Linked DNA regions of Bos taurus: region 1 is linked to region 2. The links are chromatin contacts, called in public Hi-C maps. All regions are on one chromosome and are shown on one strand. Each heading gives the region's core, a stretch centred on a gene start, on an enhancer-like site or on the middle of the called end of the contact. The rest is flanking DNA. Distances are from core to core; before and after follow the strand shown. Region 1 has its middle 39 kb from the start of CD28. Region 2 has its middle 47 kb from the start of CD28.

The links. A called contact is a pair of places that touch in the nucleus more often than the background predicts.
Region 1: a Hi-C map of liver shows a contact between it and region 2, with 2.3 times the contacts expected there. The contact joins two enhancer-like sites. A contact is called at or near these places in 2 of 11 Hi-C or Micro-C datasets (both in liver).

Annotation. Positions count from the first base shown.
Region 1 is chr2:91,943,605-91,946,406 of ARS-UCD2.0, forward strand. No RefSeq gene overlaps it. Among named protein-coding and RNA genes, the nearest start is that of CD28, 39 kb to the left of the region's middle. Within about 2 kb of position 1,372, at least 17 of the 102 cell types and tissues checked have an H3K27ac peak or open chromatin away from gene starts, as enhancers often do. A contact at or near this core is called in liver, where this site is marked.
Region 2 is chr2:91,857,625-91,860,380 of ARS-UCD2.0, forward strand. No RefSeq gene overlaps it. Among named protein-coding and RNA genes, the nearest start is that of CD28, 47 kb to the right of the region's middle. Within about 2 kb of position 1,342, at least 52 of the 102 cell types and tissues checked have an H3K27ac peak or open chromatin away from gene starts, as enhancers often do. A contact at or near this core is called in liver, where this site is marked.

The DNA of each region.
Region 1 (2,802 bases), core at 122-2,621, 86 kb after region 2:
GAATTGACTGTTTTAAACATGCATTTAGTATAAATCATCTGAAAATGTTGGCTTTGCTGTTAAAATCCTATCCTACTACAAAATCACTGCTCTTTCTTTTCCTTTTTTCTTGACCCACTGAATTCTATAAATGCTTTGCCTGGCTGTGATTCTAAAAGAACTCAAGGATGGGAATGCTGAGGATAGACAGTTTAAGCTTCTCCTGTCATACTCTTGTCTTAACTGAACAGGCCAATGGCATGCGATAGTTTAAAAGAAGAACAATAAACAAAACTGTCACATTTGGAGCAAGTTGAAAAATTCAAATAGGTATATTAATCACCACACACAGTGCTATCCTCTTGGGGGTAGGGAAAGGCCCTTGCACAAGAGACACAGCTATTACTTCATGTAATAGCTACCATTACTTGATTACAAATTGTGCTTTGAGTGTGGCCTGGAGTCACCTGGGTGTGCTATGACTTCATCTCTAAATAGACTATTTTCTTTGTGGAAATGGAGCTCATTAAACTTAAAGATAACCAAAATCTCCTACTCCAAGAAAGACTCAAGTTAGCTAGTAACTCATGAATTTGATTGCATAAACCAAATCAACCAGAAAAGGATAAGTTGGTAAAAAAAAAAAATCAAGCATTAAATGAATAGCCTTAATAAATATTCCTTTACTGGGCTAATAAAACTAGTGTAATCTGGTTCTGTGAAAAGGTTTCAGCCCTTTGAAACTCAAGTGCAAAATGAAATAAATTGCAAACCTTTCATGACTTCACCTAACAGACCTCCCACCCTGTTCTAACTATGTAGCTAAGAGACCAGTGTGCCACAGCCCTGACTTCACTTTTTAAAATCCAGTCTGATAAGAGATTGATTCCTTTTAAAGCAGAACACTTTCTCCTCTCCTTGTCTGGAACAGAGATAATGGATGAGTGAGAAAAAAATCAAAGAAACTTCTGGATCAATCATAATAGGGGCCCTAACCCCTACCCTGGGCTTCCCTGGTGGTTTGACCACCAACCTAAGCAGTAGTAAATGGGATGGTTTGGGAGTTATCAGAAACTAGTTGGTCATCTTATCTGTGTCTCTTTAGCTGAGGCACCAACTCTTAGCTTTTCAATAGTGGTGCTCAGAAGTTTAGCTCTTCTGGAATTAATCTCAGTGGGTGGTTCTCGGATTTGGCATCCCAAAGGAATGTGTGGCTTTCTCTTTGAAGATTCCCAGGCTCTCAGCACTTAGAGATCCAGGCCACTGTCCAGGGCAAAGTGGAGCTCACTTCCTCAGGGTGACTTTTGTTCCTTTCAGAGTACAGACACTGGGCTCCATGCTTGAAAAACACTAAGGATGAAATATGGGTGATCCAAGAATATGTCATCTGTGTCGAGCTGATCTCATTATTGAGGCCATTCTAAAGGCCAGAATGTGTGCTTCCTAAGCCCGTTTCCTTATCTTATTTGCCTGTGTAAACTCAGTGAAAAGTTTTGGAATGCTGGGAATTTGAAGGGACAAAATGTCACAGAAAGGTGAATTTATCTTTGCGTAAGGGTGGATTGGATTCTACTTACACTTCAACAGGCAGAACTATCTCAATGATAGATTGAAACACTCCTCTGGCTCCAAAGAACAAATTGTGAGAGCTAGGTGGAAATGTCAGTTGAGACAGAAGAGCAGCAAACAGCTTTGTTTTCCTATAGTTGTGGTTTTGCTTGGTGATGATGACACACGCCGATGAAAATGTGTAGCATGAACTCCAGTTGTTATCTGAGTGAGCATCTCTGCCAACACTGAAGGATATGTGTGGGTGTCACCTGCAAGCACAGAGAGAGGGAGAGAGAGAGAGAGAGAGAAAGAAAGGCCTTGGTTCGGAAAGAAGAGCCAGTTAATCAAAGATCAACAGTGACAAGTGGTGCTGTTTATTTCGTGAGCGTCAGATTTGACTTCCTTCCCCTTGCTAATCTCCAAGTCTGAATTTAGTCTCTGGACTAAATAGATGAGTGTCTGGTGACTGAGGAAGTGGGTGGGACAAGGTGGGCTTGAGTAGGCGTCATGGCAATTACCATGGTTACTTAGTCATATCTTGGTCTTCTGGGCACACACTTAGTATTAGATATGTTAGCTTCCAAAATGTGCATTCTTGCTAACTTTCAAGAACCTGTTACATATTCCAAGAGGGTAGACAAATCTGAGGTTTTCTTGGGGTCCCCTTTGCATTTCCAACCCTATGCAACTCTTGTTTCACTTGTTCTATATCTCTTCCTCTTCTCTTTTTTCCCATCCACTTTATAACTATTTAATGAGCACTTGCCCAGCTCTAAGAAGTAGGCTAGGATGGAGACGTGGCAGCAAGCAACACAGTGTTACTATCTTGATGCTCAGCAAGTACAGAGTGTAGATGTTGTATGTCTCTTCTTTTTAAAAATACCCTAATCAGGATAACCACTTATTCTTAATTATGTGTTCAGACCTGAATGTGGCTATTTGATTTCAGGTTTGCTTGAAAAAATTTTTTGAGATGTTCTTATTTCCCATCTCTAACATGTTTCACATCTTAGCTCAGGATTGACAATTTTTTTTCCTGGAAATGGCCCGATAGCAAATATTTTAGGCTTTGTGATCATACTGTCTCTTCCAGTTAGTTCTGCCACGGGAGTCCAAAGGCAGCCACAGACAAGATGGAAACTAGTGAACATGTCTGTGTTCTCATCAACCTTTATTTGTGGATATTTGAATTTCATGTAACTTTTGCACATCACACAATATTAATATTCTTTTGATTCTGCCCTCCCCCACCCCCAGCCACTCATAATGTAA
Region 2 (2,756 bases), core at 92-2,591:
AAGACACACTTCTCCCCCTTCCTCTAAGGAAGCCAAATCCTGATTCATTTTTCGTTCAAGACTCAGCAGAAACACAATGCTTCGTGTTGTAGAGGCTTATTACAACACAGTGACAGCACTATAATTTCCTTCAGGGCAAAGGGCTTCACTTGGCTTTAGGCCAGCTAAGCTCCGTGTCATTTAGCACTTCTATAGCTTCTGACAGAGGTGACTACCCTCACGTTTGTGCGTTCTATATTCCTTTAGGAAGCATTTTTTAAAACGTTGTTTTAATAGCAACTCTTTAGAGGCAGCAGTTAGATTATGTACGTGCCAGATTTCTTTTCCTTTATGCGGACATTCAGATAGTCCATAAACCATTGCAAGTGACTGTACCTCCCACTTCTTCTGAGGCCAAAGCAGTCTTAAAATGTTTGGCATGCAGGGGGCCTTTTGTCAAAGGAAACCTGTAATTGTAAAATTCCTCCCTGGTCTCATTGTTCACGTAGACCTATATAGAGTTCCCTTGTCTTTTTCTGGTTATGCTATGTGGTCAGTCTTGGCTTTGTTTTGAAGAAGTTATAGACAGTTAAGTAAACATCTTATGGAAATAGCTAAGATCTAAAGCTAGGAACACTTCATATTTTTTGTCTCTATTAAAAAAAAAAAGGCGTATTTTTTTCTCAGAAGCCTGTGACCCTACCCCGCCCCATGCCTTGTTATCACTGTGGACTTTTGCCTCAGGAGACTATGTCTCTACATAAAAGTTGTGTAATCCTTATTTCCTGAATGGGACCTACCTAAGTGCTTACACTAATAGTCACCTCCCACGTGGACAGGCACGGTGGCTGCTGTGTGAGGGGAGGGGACATTCCAGAGGCATGAGGGGAGGAGTCCACAGAGGCAGGCACAGCTGTGGAGCAGGTCTCTGAGCCAACAGCAAAGCTGAGTCCAGCCAATTAGAGACATTGCATTCTCTGTTAGCAATCCTGCATGACATGACAAGCATGCTGAGACTGCTTCCAGAGATTTCCCTCCTTCTGGCTTAGATTGGGGGTGGGATGAGGATAGGAAACAAGAAGTCTAAAGGGAAAAACAAATGATCTGTTTCTTCATTTATTGACTACAAGCTCAAACATTGACTAGGTGCTCTTTGTTGGGCCAAGATTTGACATGTAATCTCTTTCTTAATTCTCATAATACCGTCAAACAGGTAAGTTTTAATCTTCATCTAGCAGTGGAGGAAACTGAGCCTTTGGAGAGGCTGAGAAACTTGTTCAAGGTCGCACAGGAAGAGGCAAACCTGGGACAGTGTGCTGCCAGGAGACCAAGCATGTGCTCTTAACCACTGTGCTACACTGCCTCCCTGTGTTAGAACATCTTTTCTCCCCAGCATGGTGGAAGCTAAGTAGAAGATAAGAAGTCTGCTAGGTGGTAGATATCAGCAGGCACTATTTCTTTGTCATTGTATTAATATTATATTATTATAGTTCAGCATGTTAAATAGTTTTATTTATACAAAACAACTGAGAAACTTAAATTGGCTTGAGCAAATGTAATTTGAGCTGTTTGTGATTATAGAATGCGATGATCATGATGGCTGTCTGTTGGCCTCTGTCTGTCTCTGATTTTCTGAAGTGAGCTTTTGTTTGGCAGGAACAGTTGTTAGGGAGCAATACCAGCTGCAAGGGAACAATTCCTGACATTACCTCCTCCCCACTCTCTGTCTTCCCTCCTCACAACCTCCGGTCCTGGCAAGTTTACTGTGGGACAGATACAGTTTACAAGATCCTTGCAGGGTTGCAGGACAATTCTTACCTTCAGGGAACTAATATTTTAGTTGAAAAGACACCTAAGAATATAAGTCAAAATCAAATATGTTGCAATAGAGCAATATATAAAGTATTGTGTGTAGGAGTGTGGAAAAGAAATTTTTCCACAAGTACTCTTATTTTGAATGGATATTGCCAGGGACGGGAAACTCTCATACTTATTTCTCTCGTACAGTTTACTGAAGCCAAACCTTCTTCAAAAGAGGACCCAGCATTGTATTGGCTCAGGGGAGAAACTTCAGGGGAGGAAAAATCTGTCGATGCTATTCAGTTGGAAGCTATTTAGTTGGAAGAGAGACAGAAGGAGGAGAACACTTTGGGAGTTTTGAGCACTCTGATGTTCACAGTCTTCTATTTTTGGCTCCCTGAAGGAGATCTCAAAGCAGAAACTGGAATTCAGAGAACTTCTGAGATCATATAATGTTCTCTGTTGGTGGCATTAGATTTAGGGTTGGTCTAATTTACTTATATGAGTTTGAACAAACTCCAGGAGATGATGGACAGGGAAGCCTGGTGTGCTGCAGTTCATGGGGTTGTGAAGAGTTGGATATGACTTAATGACTGAACAACAACAAATTTACTTTGACTACTCAGTTCTGAAAATGGCCTCTGGGGTGCAGAATCCATCCTTAAATTAAGCCTTCTCCTAACTCCATATTTCCTGCAAGGGAATATGTTTGGATAATCAAGATCAGATAACCATACAGATAGCCAAGATCTGTGTGTATTCCCCAGGTCTTGCACAAAAGCTTAAAGCTTTCTGTTATACTGGAGGTTCTCAATCTTCCATGTTTGTAGCATGCTTTCAAGTGCTGGAATTATTGGCAACACAAATGAAGGGCTTCAAAGAATAAAATCTATACCACCATCCACATAATAATAAAACAGTATCTCATGGTGTTCATAAAAATAACTACAGCAGGTCACAGCTTGTGTGCTTGCCTT